Linked DNA regions of Capsicum annuum: region 2 is linked to region 1. The links are chromatin contacts, called in public Hi-C maps. All regions are on one chromosome and are shown on one strand. Each heading gives the region's core, a stretch centred on a gene start, on an enhancer-like site or on the middle of the called end of the contact. The rest is flanking DNA. Distances are from core to core; before and after follow the strand shown.

What was found. A called contact is a pair of places that touch in the nucleus more often than the background predicts.
Region 2: a Hi-C map of leaf shows a contact between it and region 1, with 2.0 times the contacts expected there. The contact joins the promoter of LOC107858796 here to the enhancer-like site in region 1. A contact is called at or near these places in 2 of 5 Hi-C or Micro-C datasets (leaf and placenta).

Annotation. Positions count from the first base shown.
Region 1 is chr2:98,460,718-98,465,454 of UCD10Xv1.1, reverse strand. No RefSeq gene overlaps it. Among protein-coding and RNA genes, the nearest start is that of LOC124896435, 6.4 kb to the left of the region's middle. Within about 2 kb of position 2,439, at least 4 of the 5 cell types and tissues checked have an H3K27ac peak or open chromatin away from gene starts, as enhancers often do. A contact at or near this core is called in leaf, where this site is marked.
Region 2 is chr2:98,645,845-98,650,581 of UCD10Xv1.1, reverse strand. It overlaps LOC107858796 (putative rRNA methyltransferase YlbH), which reads right to left and starts at 2,736. Exons shown (of 10, transcript XM_016703582.2): 1 at 2,444-2,736; 2 at 2,249-2,343; 3 at 1,895-1,990; 4 at 1,224-1,328; 5 at 1,024-1,128; 6 at 701-839. The coding sequence starts at 2,606.

The sequences.
Region 1 (4,737 bases), core at 1,190-3,689:
AACGTAAAATTAATTGCACCCAAAGACGTAACCTAGTGGTTCAATGAAGTGGATTGAGCATCATGAAATCTCAAATTTAATTTTCAATAGAGACACTTCCTAAATAATTTCTTTTCAATATTTCATGAAACTAATCGAAATGTGCGCAAATAAAATTAATCTAAAAAAGTTAAACTACAAAAAATTAAATAAAAAAGGAAAAGAAAAGGAATGGAGAGAATGAGTAAAGGAGGGAAGAGGGTGAGATGGATAACAAGTGGGGCCCACATTTTTTAAAATTTAAAAAGTAATCCCTCACACACAAGTCATACTTGAGCCTCATCCATGCTAAAATTTTCCGCACACCACCATCATTGGATTTGTTGTTTTTGTTGAAAATTGAATTGCTTTAATTTAGTATTAGTATAAGATTAAATAAAGATTCAATTTATGAATATAAAAATTAGTCAAAATAAATGTTTAACTTTACGAACTAATTATTATAATATTAAATTAAAAAATAATTTGTGAATGTAATAATTAATGGTAAATAGAAATATTGAATTGCTCTAAGAAATTGAGATTCAATCTTTAACTTTTTCTCAAGTTTGATTTGGGGATATTAGGGTTGGACATAAAATATCGAAAATCGAATTATCAAATCGAACAGAAAAATTTGATAATTGATATTCGATAATTCAATATTTGGTATGTCATTTGAGAGTAAAACTTTCAATATTTCGGTATTCGAAATTGAATTTGGTACAAGATATTAGTACCGTTTAGTATTTGATATTTATCGAATATCATATAATTCGATATGTCTAACCAACTCAATAATATTATTCATCTCAAAGAATCTCTTGGACCTTACTAATATATTCGTAAAAAGCAATAAAAGAAATATTAAATAGGATTTTTATTAAGTATACTCTCTGAAGTTTAAACGTATATTTGCATATTTTCAACTTTAATATGGTATTACCAAAAAGTCGTACCGAACTGAAGTTTAATTTGCTGATTATCGAATTATCGAACCGATATTTATAAGTATAGTATGTGGTATCTTCTTTCAAATATCGATTACCAAATTATCGAATTCGAACTTTAAAAATACTGAATCGAATACCAAACGTTCACCCCTAGATATTAGTTACTTGAGAAAATTAAGTGAGAGGTGACAAAAAAGTCTTTAAATTAAAAATAGTGACATAATTGGGGTGTAAAGTGTAAATTTTTAAATTTCACATTTTAGAATTTCTTTCATTTTTTTTTGTCTTTTCAATCCTTCTTTCTCTCTCCAAATTTCTATCTCCCCATCTTTTTCTTCTTATTTTTTTCCTTTTCTCTCTCTAGATTTTCCTCTCCCTCCATCTTTTTTTCTTTTCTTCCTTTCTCTTTGCATTTTTTTTAAAATCTTGGACTATTTTTTTTTAAATATTGAGAACTTCGAAAAGAAAATTTTTAATTTATTTTAAAAATGAATGAAGAAATAATTCAGAAAATTTAGCAATTACAAGAGTTGTTTCAGCAAATACCATAGTTGCTATAACAGTTACGGTAATTGTTGCAGCAGTTACGGTAATTGCTGAAGCAATTACTATTAATTTGTGAAACAATTCCAATAATTGTTGTAGCAACTACTATTAATTGTTGTGTTACAATAATTATGGTAGTTGTTGTAGCAACTATCAAAATTGCTGCAACAATTTCGACTGTTACTACAACAACTTCAATATTTACTTACTTTCTGAAAAAAATGTGGTTGGAGGAGGAGTCCAAAAAAAATGATAATATGATAAAAAGGGAGGTGGTGATGTTGATGGTGACGTTGAAGGAGAAGATGATATTTATTATGGTGTTGATTGTGATGGTGGTGAAGGAGAAAAAAGAAAATAGGTGATTGTTGTGTAAAGGGAGAAAATGAAGGTGGATATGGAAAAGGTGGCAATGGTAGTAATGGTGATAGTAGAGGAAAAGGAGGCGGCGATGGCAACAACGACAAAAAAGGTGTGGCGGAGGAGTGGTGGTGGTAGTGTAGGGATCTTTTGTGTAAATAATAAAACTTGAGCGTTTTAAAATTAGTGTCATTAACACTAATCTTAAAATTATCACCTCTACTCAATATTTAAGACTTGTGTTACTCTTTTTTAGTTTTGAATTTTTTTTGTCACCCTTACTTTCAAAATAATTTTTCATTAAAATGAAGAAGATTATATATTTAATAGAAAAGATGAAATAGCTAGACTTTGAGTTATTCCACCATATTATCAAATAAATCCTTTAGTTTGTGGATAAAATTGACGAAATAAATCGAAGTCAAAAGAAGAATGTCTTGAACTAGTCCATAATTGTTAGTAAAATGAGAATCTCTATGCTCCACTGATACAAGTGAAAGTGTCTCATGGCTAAGATCTAGAGATGAAAGAGGAATATTGTGATCTTTGCGATCTTCATGAGAAGATTGAAAGAAAGAAGGTTGTTTTATGTTGAGTTTTGGACTTAAGAAATGAATTCAAATGGATGTATATACTTGAGAGCGTTTTATTGAAACTTGTTGGGAGTTTTATTGATTAGGAGAAATGTTAGTTTTAAGTGATCTATATCACTTTCGGTATTTGATGAGGTTGATGCTTTTTGGTAATTGATAGGAAGGTCGTTGGGTTTAATATATCCTTTAGTTATCCTTTTTATCATTTTGTGTCAATCTATTTATTTGTTTTCATTTTTTATTTTGTTTTAGTGTTTCCTTTGTTCTTGTGTGTTTTCCATCTTCGTAGTTTACTCCCGTATCATTTGGTATCACAGTCAAGCTTGATTTCATATCCACGAAGTCAATCTTGGTTCTAGTTGTGTTGAAAAAATAAAAATTCACAAAAAAATTATACTATTTACGTTTTTGGCCTTAGATCAAATTTTAAGTATTTGATATTGTTATTTTCTTGTATTTTTAATGTTAAATTCTTGTTCCTTAACACTAATAGTGTCTAACTATCGAATTTAAGCTTCATCAGAGCTATATTGAAAATTGTACCATTGTTGAAAGTTGAATTTAAAGAAATTGAAAGAAAATTGTACCATTATTGAAAGATTGAATTTGAAGAAATTGAAAGTGGGTTGTGACATCTAGAATTTTTGGTTGAGAATTTGAGTATAATGATGTTTGAAATGTGATTAGAAGGTGGAAAAGAGCTTAGGTTCAAAATTTCATTGCATTCCGAATAAGGGTTGAAGAGTTAGAGATTTTTGAGTTCTTGAGGAAGATTCAAATCTTCATCTTGAATTTTCTTCAAAAGTTGGTGTTTGATCCTCAAAAGAGAAAAAAAAGTTGTGAAAAAGTGTTATAACACAAAGCACTTTTTGAAGATCCTAAAGAATATTTCAAAGGACAAAAAGGGGGATCATTTGAGGTACAAACGGTCTATTGCTAGTTGCCTAGGCAGGTGAGATGCACTTCACATGAGCTGGATGTGCGGCTGACTTGCTGCAGCATTCCTGGCGCAACTCAAACTAGTGAGCTAACACCAAGGTGCATCCAGCCTGCGCCAAGGGTGCGCCGGACCTGCTAAAGCAAGCCAAGACAGTCCCTTTCTGCGTGATACTTGCACCCAAAGTGTGCCAAGGCTGCCAATACATTTTCAACGCTTCTCACACTCTCTCAAACATATTTCAGCCCTCAAAAACCTTTATTTGCTCAGGTTTAGTCCCATATATTCATCTCTTAATTCCTCCTTTCATCTCTCTGATTCTTAACACTAATTCTTAGTTTAACGTTTGAATTCCAGTTCTTCAAGTCCTTACTGTTAGAGACTAAGCGTTTGTTGACTAGTTAGCATAGGACAGTCTTGGTTGAATGTGTTATGTGTTAGGATTGTGTAAAGCAGTAGTATTAGAACTATGTGATTGAGTATGAATATACCTCATATTGTGTATGTTGTAGTAGTTAGATAGGACACTAATGATCACAAGATAATTAATTTTGTATACCTACATTGCCTATTTAAAGGGCATTGTTCTGATGATTGAAAGATACAAAATGCACAACTATTTTTTCAGCTTCTCTATCTCCTTTCTGTACTGTATTTTCTTCATGGAATCAGAGCTTTAAAGACAAAAGCTAAAGATGCGTAATTACCCTCCCACACTCTCTAACAATAGTCCCAAACACAACACCTTTATTACTGTTAGCATCCTCACTGCATCATTTTATTGTTGCATATCCAATCAAGCTTAAGCCCACAAACTACTTGATTTAGAAAACTCATATTATGCAACTCATACAGGTTATAAAGGTCATAAACTTGATTAAGGAGAAGAAACCAGACAAAGGTAACTCATCTGCCGTGGATGGAAAGAAAAATACTATTGAGGAAAAGACAAGTGAGGCAGTGACTGAGATGAAAGAGGTGTTATTAAGGACATGGATCTCCGAAACTATGACTGAGGAGAGCATGTATCTCATTGTTGGTTTTACTACAACCAAGGAAACGTGGGAATTCTTGGAAGAGGCATATCTTCAAGCAAAAAAGGATAAAGAATTTCAACTCAAACAACAACTCCAGAACATCAAGTTGGGATCTAAGAAACTTGATTATTATCTAAAAGAGTTTAAAGGAATATATGATGGCATTGCAGCCATTCACAAACCTTGTGATGAAGATAGCAAGGTTATCAACTTCGCAAGAGGTTTGGGTCCTTAATATAGGACTTTCAGAACTGTGATGCTTGGGAAGTCACCCTATCCAACTCTCAATCAAT
Region 2 (4,737 bases), core at 1,487-3,986, 180 kb before region 1:
TTAGAGACCTCCTTGTGAAACGTTACTGACAAATGATTATTGCAATATGGATCACAACTATCTTTACTGATTGTTCGACTTAAAAAACCTAAATTTACAATTTAATCCACATTTGCTTAATAGTATTTCCATGCCTTCGAAATCTATTTCATCAGTAGGATAAGGAATCCCGATAATGGCAACAGTTAGAGACAGCCTACTGTTAGTACCATGTTAGGCAAGAAAGAAAGGCTTACCTCCAAATGACATATGCAAACAACAACGACAACAATACCTAGCAAAATCCCACTGAAGTCTGGGGGTAAATTGTACAAAGACCTTACCACTACCTCGGGGAGGTGGAGAGGCTGTTTCCGAAAGACCCTCGGCTGAAGTGTAGCAAATCCAAGATTACGCATTTAAGAATTAACTTCAGTAAAAATGTTCAAGACATTTCAGTTTTCTGTTTCCTTTGCAAACAAACCTTGTATTTTATACATTTCCAGGGCAAGTAAATGAACCTTGTTTTTGATTCATTTTTTGCAGCGAGTAATAACCTTCTAATGCTTTACACAAAATGTACAAGAAAACATGATAAAATATTCAATAAACCTTCTAAGAGAGAAAGACAGATCTCCATTTGAGAATCAGAATTATTCATTCATGATACCAGTAACTCCCTAACATACTTTGCCAGATCGACAGGAAGAGAAACTCTTACCAAGAAAATGTTCTGCCCGCTCCAAGAAGGTTTCAACGCGGACAGTATGTATGACTGATACATCAAGGAAACCAGTCCATTCTAAATTTGGCCGCAGAACATCTGAAACAACCCAGGGATCCATCTCAACAAAATGTACCTAGGGGTTTGCAAACATAAATGCTATGAGAGAAAAAATGATACCGAAAAACTGAATAAAATATAAAGCTCCACAAATCAACAGCTAACTTCAATCACAAAAAGCCAATAAAAGTATCACTATTAATGAGTAAATAAAATCTAGCATATGTTACAGAAAGAGTTGTTACAAATTTAATGCTGACCTCAGAACACCCTCGGCTGATGGCTTCTATACCAACTGATCCTGTCCCGCTATACAGGTCCAACCAACGGCCAGGCCTCAAAGATGCAGGGCAACCTCCGGCTGCCTAGACAGCAGAGAACAATTTTTATTTAACGACATTACAAAATGGTGTATCTAGCGTTACATGAAAGAAAAACTGCTCTTAACGGCTAATCTCACTTGCAAAATACCAAATGCAGCAGCTTTTACAACTTCCATCATGGGACGCACATCCATGCTCTTTGGTGAGAGCAATTTCTTCCTTCGAGCCGTCCCCCCAACAACCTGAACAAAAACTCCTTTTAATAACAAAGATATCACAACTACTTGCTTGTCTGACAAAAATCGCATCCTCACACGATGCCTACACTAGGAAAATGAATTACAAATTTTTGCTAAGCAAGCTATATAACTAGCTTACCTAGTTTGGTAAGTGTAGACATGCAAAATTTTATGGGATTAAGCCCATACAATATTTGGACTATCAGTGTGCAGTGGAATCTTAGACATGCTTTCAATTATCAACAAATGCACCAAAGCAGACCGCAGAATTCAAAGATTTTTCCACAAAATGAACTTGCACTTCTAAATTCATTAGGTTACACGTCAAGCATTAGCTCTTAATGCAGCTTTTCTTTAAATGTAATCATTTATGAAGCAACAAACAAGAAAGCATTCAAGTAAATATTTCAACCATCCTACTGTTGCATCCAGTACTACAATATTTCATACATTGCACTAAAAGATCAGTCTTCTCTAACTCAAAAATTGCGCATTGACCAGGTAAGAAAAAAGGGGGAATTCTCCATTAGCAGCCACGCATTCAGCTAAAATGTTTTTGAAATGCAAACCTGAAGCAATTTATGTGTCTCGCGCGGAGGCTTAGGTTCTTCTTCTAGGACCTGTTTTCCCCTTCCGGTCTTTGATTGTTCTTTTCTCTTCTTTGTCTGTAATTCCAATGAAAACACTACTGTTAATATCAATTAGTAAACTCAATTTCGATCTAGTTAATTTTCAGAGCTAAATCGAATTAGATTAATTCAATAGTTTAAAATCAAAATTTAGATACTTGAAAACTCTATAAAAAAAAATATTATAAGTTACAATTTTCTCATATTGATATGACAGAAAAAAATAGATTCTGTTCAAAGTTGATGTAATTTGTCTCTCAGTGGCAAGTAAAAGTGAAGGGAGGGAGGGCATACCTTTGGAGATGGTTCAGATAAGAACTCATCGGGATTAAGGCCGTATTGTTCAAGTAACTGTCTTTTCTTATCGACCGATACTTCATTTCTTAATTCTGACAATTATCAGGTAAAGGAACGAGTATGTTTCTGTTAGATTAACAAGTAGAAAAAACATTGAATTTTGCAAAGAAGATGGAGAAAAAAAAAACTTACTGGAAGAGTGGGTGATAATGAATGGACGGCGACGATTGGTGGCTGTGAAAGGATAACCGACGAGAGAAGGATTAGAGCTAAGCAAACTGGTGTCCGGGACAATTGAGCGAGGGCGAAGAGGGGACAGAAGTGAAAATAGAGTATGTGATGATGAAACCGCCATTTCTGTAGCTTCAATTGCAGTGTCAACTATGTCAGTAAGCACAATTTGGTTGAAGGGAATTTAAGCCTTCATCCTTTTATTGAGGACACTCTTTCCAGGTTTTTCACCTTGAGAAATATAAAAATGCAATATTACATAAATATGATCGATATTAAATTATAACTTTGCTCTTAAACTTTGACAATACACAAATATAATTTTTAACTATTTAAAATTACATAAATATGATCTTCGATCCTACGTGGTAAAACGTGTATTCAACACGCAAAATTGAGCGCGTCCAACTTAAAATCTAAGGATATAATACATAAATATGATCCTAAATTTAACATCAAATTATAACTTTGACCTTAAACTTTGATAGTGTACAAATACGACCTTTAGCTATCAAAACTGCACAAATATAACCTTTAAATGACTTTTCACTATTATTTTTTCATTATTTTCGGCTTAAAAATGAAAATGATATCTAATTTCTTGTCATTGCGGAAAAAAAGCAATATTGAAGATTTATTAATTAGGTAGGTCAACTTATATGAAAAAATCGTGCAGGTATATATATTTATTATAAAGCAAAGGGCGAATTTATATTATATAATATATCTAAATATAATTTATTTAAATATTAAATTAAAGATGAAATTATACTAATAATAAATAAATTTTAATAAAACGTTATTAAATTAACATTATTAAGGATAGTAGTAGTAGTATATTTAATTAATGTTATCAAATTAACGTTATTAAAATGCTACTTATTAAATTAATGCAGGACGGACCTACGTGGTTGCCATGGTGTTCACCCGAACTCCCTCGATAAAAAAATTATATTGTATATATAAGATAAAAAAATTTATATTTATGTATGTATATTAATGTTGAATCATATGAAACAAGACACTTAGATAGCCCAGTGGTGTTATTTGCTCTTCTTGGGCGCTTCCTTCAGCCTATTGCGCGGGTTCGATCCCTGTTAGGTGCTGCTGCTATAGAAATAAATAAAAAAATAAATAATAATAATAATAATAATAATAATAATAATAATAATTGGTTTAATAATAATAAAAACGACGTCGTTTTAACACAAAAAGCAAAACTTTGATAGTGCACAAATATGACCTTTAACTATTCAAAATTACACAAATATGACCTCCCTCCAAGTCGGCCCTTTTAACGACGTGGCACCGTGTGATTGAATTACCTTTCCACGTAGGCACGAGTGAAAGGTGCTATTTGTGCACTATCAAAGTTTAAGGTCAAAGTTATACCTCCAAGTCGGCCCTTTTAACGACGTGACACCGTGTGATTGAATTACCTTTCCACGTAGGCACGAGTGAAAGGTGCTATTTGTGCACTATCAAAGTTTAAGGTCAAAGTTATAATTTGATGTGAAGTATAGGTCATATTTATGTATTATATCTACAGAAAAACAGTGCGTTTATTTCCAAGTCTTCAATTTATGGTGCGGTTATTTCCAAGTCTTCAATTTATGACAATCCATCTACTATACAGTTTTATTCCAGAGGTTATTTTCAAATATTGAATTTGTGACTATTCGATCACAAGTGTTTATTGCACAATCTTATTTCATATGCTATTTTTAAATCTTGAATTTCCGATGGCATTTTAATCACACGAAGAAAACTTTATTGTTGCTTCGAGATTTCACTTCAATGAGAGAAATATAAAATGTCATTTTGTAATTTTTTTTTTCCCTCTCTTATTTAATCATGAATCTGAATTGCTACTCAAATTATAACTTTTTAAGATAAAAAAAAGTACATTTATATCTAAATTTTGAGTCATAACAGATATTTCTTTACAAATAGTCAAATTAATTTCGAATCCTTTTATTTGTAAAATTTATGTAACATAAAAGGGAATTGTCTAATATTTTTCTCAATAGTTGATACCTCAAGGAAAGTTTAAGCTAATAGGCATATTTAAGTATTGAAATTATTTTTGTAGATAAGAAATTTCATGTTTTTGATAAATCTTGTTAAAACTTGTACCAACAAATTTAGTAAAAGATGGTAAGTTTTTTTTATACTAAGTTAAATATCCTTGAATAGATTTAAAAATATACAAATTGAAAAGCATCTACATGAAAAGGTACGACTGATGAAAATAA